Linked DNA regions of Mus musculus: regions 2 and 3 are each linked to region 1. A link is a contact called in public promoter capture Hi-C data. All regions are on one chromosome and are shown on one strand. The core of a region is the stretch at or near the end of the contact, and the rest is flanking DNA. Distances in the headings are between cores, read along the strand shown. Region 1 overlaps Dennd1a (DENN/MADD domain containing 1A). Region 2 overlaps Dennd1a (DENN/MADD domain containing 1A). Region 3 overlaps Dennd1a (DENN/MADD domain containing 1A).

Region 1 (3,193 bases), core at 199-2,698:
CCCTGGGATATTTGCTGCAGGCTTTTAGAGAAAAAGTGGTATGTTCTTAAACAGATCTTTATGTTGTAAGTTATCCAAGAAATGAAGCCCATGACAATGAGCTTTAGAATAGCTTCAGTACTTAGGGCTTCTCTTTGAAATAGTGACCTAAGCTGCTGACTCCTGAGAATACATGATGATGAGTGAAAGATTTGATTGAAAGCTGCCTTGTGTGAGTTGACATTGTAAGGGAAAAGGACTTACAAACATTATGGGTCACAGAAAAAAATCTAGAAAATGTTCTAGAAAAGCCTTTGCTGGTCGCAAGCAGCCACAGGTAATTGCTAGTTTGTGTGTGTTGAAACTAAAGTAAATTAAACATATATATGAGGTTGAATTATTTTCTTATATTTTGCTAGCCTTTTGAAGAGATTAAAAAAGTGTAAAATATTGAATGCTAGATTTTAGGAAACCTCTTACATAGTTTTCTTATTTTGCTAGTGTTTCATATCACCTGCCTTCTGTCTCAGTAACAGAATGCCATCAGTGTGTTCTGACTGTAAGTTTCCTCAGTCCTAACTCCTCCTCCTGTCCTCCTTTCATTATAAGATTGGAGAAATATTAGTTGTGAAATAGAGATGGCTGTGCAGTGGAACCCTGTTTAATCATTCCTAAATAATACTCTTTCCAAAGCAGGTCTAATATTTACACTTTGATTCCTGTTTTCTGCTTGCAGTGTTTGTTGATGGTATCTTTCTAACATTCCCTGGCACTGGATAAATAAAGACTGCTATTTCCTTTTCAACATTTTCAGCTATTATCCTCATGTAAGAGCTAATAAGTGGAGGTTAGGTGAATACTAAACCATGATCCTGTCTATCAGAATAAGCTAGGAGCCTTGATTAACATGCCTTGTTAACTGATAGGTTCAGTTCCATACTGGTAGTGCTAGAATAATTTGTATAAACCAAGCAGTACAGATTCCTTATTTTAGCACTAAGACTTACAAAGGCTTCTTTTAGCAGCCTTTAATTTTGTACTTATGTATGTGACATAGCCTGTGGCTGTGATAGCTACTGTGAATCTGCAGTTGTTTGGGGATGAAAGGAGGAGGCAGCTGGAAACTCGGTAGCTACATCTAGCTGTCTACCTAGAGAAGGCCTTGATTTCAAGTTTATCCAAACAAGCTCGACTAATCCCAACTATCTAGGGGGATCCACTGTCAAAACAAGCAGCGTGGCCCTGAGGCAAACACAGCCATACAGAAATGAAGGCTGGGGCTTCCAATACTCTGATGACTGCATACTGGAGGCTTTTTTCCCCCCTGAAAGAGGGTAAGAGAGGTAGAATTTGCATAATGCCTTTTCATTGGAAACTTTTGGAAAGCTGACAGACCCCCAGCTTATAGATCTGTAGCCACAATACAGAGTCTATAGGAGAATCCTTGAATGACCTAACCATATTGAAAGGAAATATAAAAGCGTCCAAGTATAGCCAAGTGAGAGAGGAAAAGAGGCCGATGCATTGTCTAACATCTGCTGCACTTCTCGTTAGTTTTGTTCTTTGCTATTCTATGTGGACTTTGGAGAAGCCTAAGACAGCCTAACATGAATCCTATAATCTTCCTTCTGAATATTTATGTAGCGTGCCAGCTTCTAAGCTGTCCTTTGCGTTTTTCTACTTCCCCCTCATTTTCATGCTCTCAAATGAGGCCAACATTTCAAAAGCTAAATAAATGTTTGTGAATGTTTATAAAAGATTTGCATAAATTTGTCCTTGTCTGACAAAGATCACTTTTTTCTTATGCCAGTTCTGAAAAAAAAAAAAATTTTTTTTTAAAGGTTTTGGTGCTTGTCTTGACAACAAAGTCCCACATCCCAGAACAATGATTGCTGATTAAGTGGGTATGCAATTGTGGCTGAATAGGCTTTCAAGATACTGGGTTAAAAGACCCATCATCTGAAGGCTGAATTATAGAATTTAGAAAATGTTATCAGAGGTACACATTTAAATAGATTTTTATGGTACCATATCATTAGATAAGACAAAGAGTTCTTATGAGTTAAAAGAAAAGTATAACCGCCTATGGTTTAAGAAATTGTCCTGTATAAATTTTAATAATTAGAATGTTTCATTAACTTGGAATATCACCTCTCTTATGTTTGAACATGTTTAAAAATAATCTTTAGACCTTGAAGCATTTTTTTTTTTGGAGGCTGTAAATCTCCCAGCGGTATATGTGAATATGGGTACTGGGGTGGTGATCAGAGGGAGTTTAGTAGGCAGTCTTTTATGACATCTGAATGTTCAATCATACCTTGAGAAAATACAAACTCTATGAAATATGTGTCAGCGTTTAATTATAGGACATCCACACACACAGCACCCAGACACTTGTGCCACCAGTGTGTTTTCTGAACTCATTTATCTTTTAAAATTAGAATAGGTTTTGAGGGGTGGCAGGGGAAGTTGTGGGGAGAGGCGCTAATTTAGTTCCAAGGTATTGGAAGATTGGCAGCAGAGAGAGGTAACAGGCAGCTCTGTTCATCTCTTGGTTGTATTGGTGTAGAGGTTTAAGTTGTCATTAAGGCACAAACTAGAGCCACTTCTCTGACACAGTTTTTATCACATCTGCTAGGCTTGTGTCCCAAGAGGAGACGTGGGGAGCAGTGAATTCAGCATGGGCCCATTATCGACTGCTTTTTCGTGTGTTGTAAAAGGAGTGAGACCTCAGGGAGGCTTGGAGCCTCCTCCCGTGTAATGTCCAAGTCAGATTTGAAGGACTGGTGGCAGGAAAGCTTTGGCCTTGGGGTGTGAATTCTAAGAAATAGAGGCACAATTAAGTTTAAAAAATTCAAGGACTTTGAGCTTGATAATGAAAGATTTTTTTTTCTAGACTAATGTGAGCAGAAAAGATGCCCATCTGTGCACATTTTTGTGTGCATTTAAAATATTTAAAAGCTGACAGCTTTTAATATGCTTACAAAATAGTATTTTATCAGTGCTCTTTTTCCTTCATTTCTCTCTCTCTCTCTCTCTCTCTCTCTCTCTCTCTCTCTCTCTCTCTCTCTCTCTCTCTCTCTCTCTCTCTTTCTCTCTCTCTCTCTTTCTTCCTTTCTCTAAATAGTATTTTCCTGAGGGCAAATAACTTCTTGGGGGAAATTGTGTTTGTAGTTTTACTGCATCTACCCTGTTGCTTTGGTATTTGCTGACT
Region 2 (3,193 bases), core at 396-2,895, 120 kb before region 1:
CCAGAGAGGAGGAGGCATTTGTTATCCGCTTACCAACTCATTCAGCAAATCTCTTTTAAGTGTCTTCAACTTGGCAAACAGTGGTCTAGATGCATCCTGAAAAAGATACTGTTAAGAGAGAAGATATTTGAGGCAGGAAAACTGATCAAAATCATTCACTTTGAAGGAAGTTTTATGTTTGAGCTTGTACTACCTCTTTAGAGGCAAGCTACTGTTTTCATTTCTATAGGACAGTGAATGTATATGTACATATGTGTGTGCAGGTGTGTTTGTAGTGTGTGTGCATGTGGAGATCAGAGGTTGATGCTGCTAATTCTTTTCTATTGCTCTTTGCCTTGTTTTTTTTTTTTTTTTTGTTTTTTTTTTTTTGTTTTTTTTTTTGTTTTTTTTTTTTTTTTTGAGATAGGGCTTCTCATTAAGCCTGGAGTGCTTGTTAAAAGACTGTTCTTTTGTTAGGGGCTTGGGATACAGGGATAAAGCAAAGCCAGGTTTGCTAACATTGCTAACATTGAGCTAGTCTTTCTCAAATAGCTTAATAGGTAGTAATGCAGGCACAAGGCACGTGAGCGAGTTAGACCTGATGGGACTCAAAATGACTATGGCAGGGGTGGTAGGCAGATAAGATTGAAGGTCTCTGAGGATGAACTGCAAATAGTCTTGCATATCATGCTTTGATTATTATTTTTTCTTGTTCTTAGACTTCTGAATACGTTGGGATTTTATGCTTTTGCCTTTGGTTTTTATATTGTGTGGTGACATCGTAGGCTGTAGCATGTCAGGAGCCTGGATTTTGGAGCCAATGGCCTGGATTCTAGTTCCAGTGGCCTTACACTTGATCCTAACTGACCTATACCCTACTTTTCCATCAGTATAATTGATAATAAACACACCTGCCTTGTATATTTGCTTTGTTTTCTGTTCGTTATGCTCTTTGAACCTTTTGGATTTGAGTCTATGGAATATTTAGTCTGAGGAAGTCATAGTTGGTAGTATGCTTGGCTAGCATCTGTTTCTTAGTCACTGTTCTGTTGCTGTGAAGTGACAGCATGACCAAGGTAACTCTTATAAAAGAAAGCATTTAATTGGGGGCTGACTTAAAGTTTCAAAGGCATGAAGCATAGGGGAAGGCTGATAAGGTACTAGAGAAGTAGGTGAGAGCTACATTCTGATCTGCAAGCAGAGAGAGAAAACTGGACCTGGCATGGGCTCCCCACCTATTTATTTAAAACACACACACACACACACACACACCCCTATTTATTTAAAACACGCACGTACATATATCTTACATAATATATCCTGTTAATTGTTTCCTATCCCTCTACTCCTGCAAGTTCCCCCTACCTCCTTCCCCTCCCATCTGGATTCTTTTCTGTCTTTTATAGACAAGGACATTCTTCTAAGAGATAATAAAATAAAGAAAAATAAAGTAAGAAAAAAATCTGTCACATCAGTGTTGGACAAGATAAGTCAACTGAAGGAAAAGAGCCCAAGAGAAGGTGCAAGAAGCAGAGACCCACTTTTTCCACACACTCAGGAATCCTATAAAATCACTAAACTGGAAGCCATAATATATATGTAGAGCTACAGACTCATGCAGGCCTGTGCATGCAACTTGAGTTTCTGAGTTTATGTGAACTTTGCTCATGTTGATTTAAAGGGCCTTATTTTTTTGGTGTCCTGGCATGGGCTTTTAAAACCTCAAAGGCCATGCCCAGTGACACACTTTTTTCCAACAAGGCCATACCTACTCCAAAAAGGCTATAACCCCTAATCCTTCTAATTCTATCAAAGAGTTCCTTCTACTCCTTGGTGACCAAACATTTAAATATATGAGCCTATGGGGGACTGTTCTTATTCAGACCAGCACAATTATGAAGCCTTGGATTCAATCAGCACCTTATAAGCTGGGCATGATGGTGTGTGTCTATAATCCTAACCCTTGGAAGGTAGAGGAAAAAGATGTGAAGTTCAAGGTGTTTGGTGGCTGGAGAGATGGCTCAGTGGTTAAGAGCACTAACTGCCTTCCAGAGATTCTGAGTTCAATTCCTAGTGACCACATGGTGGCCCACAACCATCTGTAAGGGAATCCAATGTCCTCTTCTGGTATGTCTGAAGACATCTACAGTGTACTCATATAAATGAAATAAATAAGAATGCTTGTTTTTTGTTTTTTTTTTTAAAGGTGTTTGGTGGCTATATAGTGAGTTTGAGGTGAGCCTGGGCCACATGAGAACCTGTCTCAAAAAAACCAAAATAACAAAAACCAAACTAAAACAAAAAAAACCACCAGTGAAAAAACCCACACCACCACCAGCAGCACCATAACAAAAACCATTTAGACATGGAAAATAAAAGAAGTTCTGTTTAGCTGGACTTTTACTAGTTAGGAACTTGGGAAGTTAGCATTTATTTATTTATTTATTTATTTTGCTATTTTTTTTTTAATTAGGTATTTTCTTCGTTTACATTTTCAATGCTATCCCAAAGGTTCCCCCATACCCCCCCCCCCCCCAAATCCCCTATCCACCCACTGCCCCTTTTTGGCCCTGGCGTTCCCCTGTACTGGGGCATATAAAGTTTGCAAGTCCAATGGGCCTCTCTTTGCAGTGATGACCGACTAGGCCATCTTTTGATACATATGCAGCTAAAGACAAGAGCTCCCGGGTACTGGTTAGTTCATATTGTTGTTCCACCTATAGGGTTGCAGTTCCCTTTAGCTCCTTGGGTAATTTCTCTAGCTCCTCCATTAGGGGCCGTGTGACCCATCCAATAGCTGACTGTGATCATCCACTTCTGTGTTTGCTAGGCCCCGGCATAGTCTCACAAGAGAGAGCTATATCTGGGTCCTTTCAGCAAAATCTTGCTAGTGTATGCAATGGTGTCAGCATTTGGAAGCTGATTATGGGGAAGTTAGCATTTAAATTGACCTAAATCATGAATCTTCATAATAATGCCTTGAATGTTACTTAATATTTTACAAGTAGGTAAAAGATTTAGAATAATAGAGTACTCTCCTTAGAGTTGAGGACATTGGATTCTATAGAGAGGAGTCCTTCAGACCATGTTCTAGACAGGTAGCACCTGTCCACATTTAGACTTGTTAGCCTGCCCAGAACCAAGGCAAACATTTTCCACCATTCTAACCTGCATTCCTTCAGCTGTACCTCCTGCTGCTTTTGTCGCAACTCTC
Region 3 (3,193 bases), core at 420-2,919, 77 kb before region 1:
GTGAATGTGGAGGTCAGAGTGCATTTTGTAGGCGTTAGTTCTCTCCTTCCACCATGTGGGTTTGTGAGGTCCGGGATCAGGAACTCTGATTTTCAGGTTTGGTGACAAGTGTCTTCACCCACTGAGCCATTTTGTCTGCTCACATAAGACAAAGCAAAGCAAAAAGTATTATAAAAAGTAAATTAAAGTAGCAGTATTAGGGGGTTGGAGAGATGGATCAGCCCTGGCTGCTCTTGTAGGGAACCTAGGTTTGATTCCAAGCATCCACATGATGGCTCATAATTGTCTGTAACTCCAGTCCTGGGGGGATCTGACACCCCCTTCTGGTTTTCTCAGGCACCAGGCATTCAAGTGGTACAGACAAACATGCAAGCAAAATATCCACATACATAAAAGTAAATCAAAACATAACAGCATACTAATATTTTAAAAGCAGTTATATCATAATTGTTTGGCTGCATTTAATGCTTGCTTCTTGTTTCCTCCTTATTTTATAATGAGGAATATTTCTGCTGATGGAGTATTTAGGTCATGTTAGTCTAAAGAGAATAGAAGGCACTTACCTAGAGACCTGATGATGGAGAAAAGTCTTTGTACTGCTATCATGTTTTGCTATGGTCTGGGCCCAGGGCTGGACTTGGGCAGTAGCTGTGAGAGAGATAAAGTGTTCCTGGTGAAGGTTTGCTTCTGGGGTGAGGGAATGCCATTCAAATCCATCCAAAGAGACTGGGTATAAATGATGCTTACACCACACTTGCTGGATCTATAGTTTCATTACATCCAATATTTCTATGTAAGTATTTTTGAAACAGCATCTTTCTGTCTGTTTAAGTCACACTGATCTGGAGCTCATCATGATCGTCTTGACTCAGCTTCCCTAGTGTTAGAGCTATAGCCCTATATTACCATGTCTAGCTTTCCAGAGTTCTATTTTTTTGTTTTTGTTTTTGTTTCCAAGACAGGAGTTCTTTTTAACAAACCAAAAAAAAAAATTAAAAATTAAGATTTGTAAGTTAGAGCCAGTGGAGTAGCTTGTGTTTCTTAGAGATTGAGACAGAATTTTTTCTTTTGCTGAAAGGGCCTGTGTAGTGCAGTACTTGGTTGAAAACACTTTGCCTGGCATTTGCACTGGGCATATTTGGAGAAGAAAGCCTCCCTACATTGTGCATTTTAAAAAGTGTTTGTAAGTGTGCTTAGAAAATGGCAGCATGTATTGGTCTTGGCTGTCAATGTCTGCTGCTCCTGACTGTGTTTAACCAGAAAGGGAAACTCAGAGTAGAAAAAGTCTCACTCCCAAGATTTTACAAGAAAACCCTTCTTTGTTGAGTTATATATATATATTTTAAAGGAGCTTGACATCTTCATCAAGTTCACAGTGGGCTTGCTTTGTTTGCTTTCTCTTGAATGCTTGATAAGATTTTTCTTCTATTGTTTTGTGCAGCAAGAACAGATCTTTCCCTGGCTGGGGTGGGTTTTTTGTAAATCCACAATATGGTCATTGTCTGGTGGTGAATAATTGTGGCTGCTTTTTGTACAACCAGAACTAAGGCTTTGGCTGTGAACAGATTCCTTCTTAGCGTGAAAAGGGACTAATCCATGTAAATACAGCCCCAAAATAAAGCTTTACAGAAAAAGGGGAAGGCCGCTAAGCAGGAGGGCACAGGTCAGCAATTTAACCTTTAACCTAACAAATAAGAAGCATGAAAGTTCCAGAATTGGTTTACAAAAGAAAGCTCCTGTGATCTGTCAGTTTTTCTTTTCAGGAGGGGGCTGGGGGAGAGATCTGACTGACAGCTAGTGCCTTTTAACTGCAGTCTGAAATTAACTGCTAAATCGAAACTTGAATATTTGAGGGAGAAGTTTTCTTAAAGAAATGAAGGTGGCAGAATAGACTATATAAGCCTCAGCCAGGGCCTTGCGTGGGATTTTAGCCTGGAAGTAGGGTGAAAAGCTTAGGACTGGACTGTTGTTAGGATCCTCCATCCAAGATTGTCAGTCTGTGATCTGACCCTTATGTCAAATTAGACATGAACTTTGCAGTTTCAGGCCAGATGAAACTCTTTCCCCTTTTATTGTAGTATCACTGATATCCTTTGTAGATTCTTCAGGCTTCCATAAATTAATTGCAGCTTTTACCAAGGATGTAAGAGCTTCTTGTAAATGAAATGAATTTGTTTTCTACAGAAGGGCCTTCTTGAGATTTCAGTGTCTATAGCTGTCACAACCTGGTGGATTTTGAGACTCAGTGTAGTGTGTAGCTGTGAGGCAGAAGATACAGGCATGTGCTCAACCACTGTTCTTTAACTCTCTGAGCAGACCTAGTTGAGACTGAGCTGCAGAAAGTGGGTAAATTTTTATCAGACACTGAATTAAGGAGATCAGAAACTGTGGCAAAGAAAGGACTGCTTCATCTCCTATACAGACTAGGAAGTGAGGTTTGTGCTAAGGGGTAATTTTTACTTTAATGCTGTTTTACCTATTTATAAACTTTGCAAACAGTTTGTATTTATTTAATCACAACAGGTAATCTTGCTAATGAGTGTTAGTTTTTGCTGAAAGCATAAAGCTTCTGAAATCGGAGGTTCCATCTCACTGTGAAGAATTTTTGTAACTGGTAAAAACTTTAATTACTTAGACTTATTCAGATTAAGAGAAACAATGAACTAATGACTTTAAAGTAGGCTCCTCATAGATGAGTAAGAATAGTAATTACACTGTGTTATTTATTCCCTTGTAGAACCAAAGGCCCAGGGATGAGACTGAGTTCTCCAGTTGTCTTTAAAGGAGTTGTTTTCAGCTTATTTGATGCTGTTTAATAGAGTTTTCTCATGTTGTGGTGACTCCTAGCCATAAGATTATTTTTGTTGTTACTTTCAGAACTATAGTTTTGCTACTGTAATGAATTGTAAATATATGATATACAGGATATTTGGCATACACCCCCATGAAAGAGTTGTTTAGTCCCCAAGGGGTTATGACTCACAGATTGAGAACCACAGCCTTAGAGCATTGGTATTAGTTAACACTTGTTTCTCCTAAGGTGCTTATAGGACTCGCTCAGTTTCCGCAGACATCAGAGAAACTCCATAAAGCTGACCTGTAGAATGTGTCAGAGTGCAGTGGCTTCTCTCATTTTGCTCCTGTATATATCCTCTCTTTCCTTGCTAGGTCCCATAGCCTCCAATTTGGCCTT

Evidence for each region. Promoter capture Hi-C pulls out the DNA fragments that hold promoters and counts their contacts.
Region 2: a promoter capture Hi-C map of liver shows a contact between it and region 1. The contact joins two enhancer-like sites. A contact is called at or near these places in 7 of 39 promoter capture datasets (the 3T3-L1 cell line, 3T3-L1-derived adipocytes, HPC-7-derived erythroid cells and 4 more), 4 of 484 Hi-C or Micro-C datasets (the HPC-7 cell line, bone marrow-derived macrophages, cortical neurons and 1 more), 1 of 115 datasets of contacts at active chromatin or transcription factors (embryonic stem cells) and 2 of 9 other capture datasets (embryonic tail and embryonic trunk).
Region 3: a contact with region 1 is called in a promoter capture Hi-C map of liver. The contact joins two enhancer-like sites. A contact is called at or near these places in 1 of 39 promoter capture datasets (liver), 2 of 15 datasets of contacts at CTCF or cohesin (CD8 T cells and the G1E-ER4 cell line) and 2 of 484 Hi-C or Micro-C datasets (muscle stem cells and nephron progenitors).

What each region holds. Positions count from the first base shown.
Region 1 is chr2:38,142,541-38,145,733 of GRCm38.p6, reverse strand. The region is part of intron 3 of Dennd1a (DENN/MADD domain containing 1A); the gene reads left to right. Among named protein-coding and RNA genes, the nearest start is that of Dennd1a, 140 kb to the left of the region's middle. Within about 2 kb of position 1,448, at least 39 of the 459 cell types and tissues checked have an H3K27ac peak or open chromatin away from gene starts, as enhancers often do. A contact at or near this core is called in liver, where this site is marked.
Region 2 is chr2:38,260,368-38,263,560 of GRCm38.p6, reverse strand. All of the region lies in intron 1 of Dennd1a (DENN/MADD domain containing 1A), which reads left to right. Among named protein-coding and RNA genes, the nearest start is that of Dennd1a, 25 kb to the left of the region's middle. Within about 2 kb of position 1,645, at least 2 of the 459 cell types and tissues checked have an H3K27ac peak or open chromatin away from gene starts, as enhancers often do. A contact at or near this core is called in liver, where this site is marked.
Region 3 is chr2:38,219,642-38,222,834 of GRCm38.p6, reverse strand. All of the region lies in intron 2 of Dennd1a (DENN/MADD domain containing 1A), which reads left to right. Among named protein-coding and RNA genes, the nearest start is that of Dennd1a, 66 kb to the left of the region's middle. Within about 2 kb of position 1,669, at least 22 of the 459 cell types and tissues checked have an H3K27ac peak or open chromatin away from gene starts, as enhancers often do. A contact at or near this core is called in liver, where this site is marked.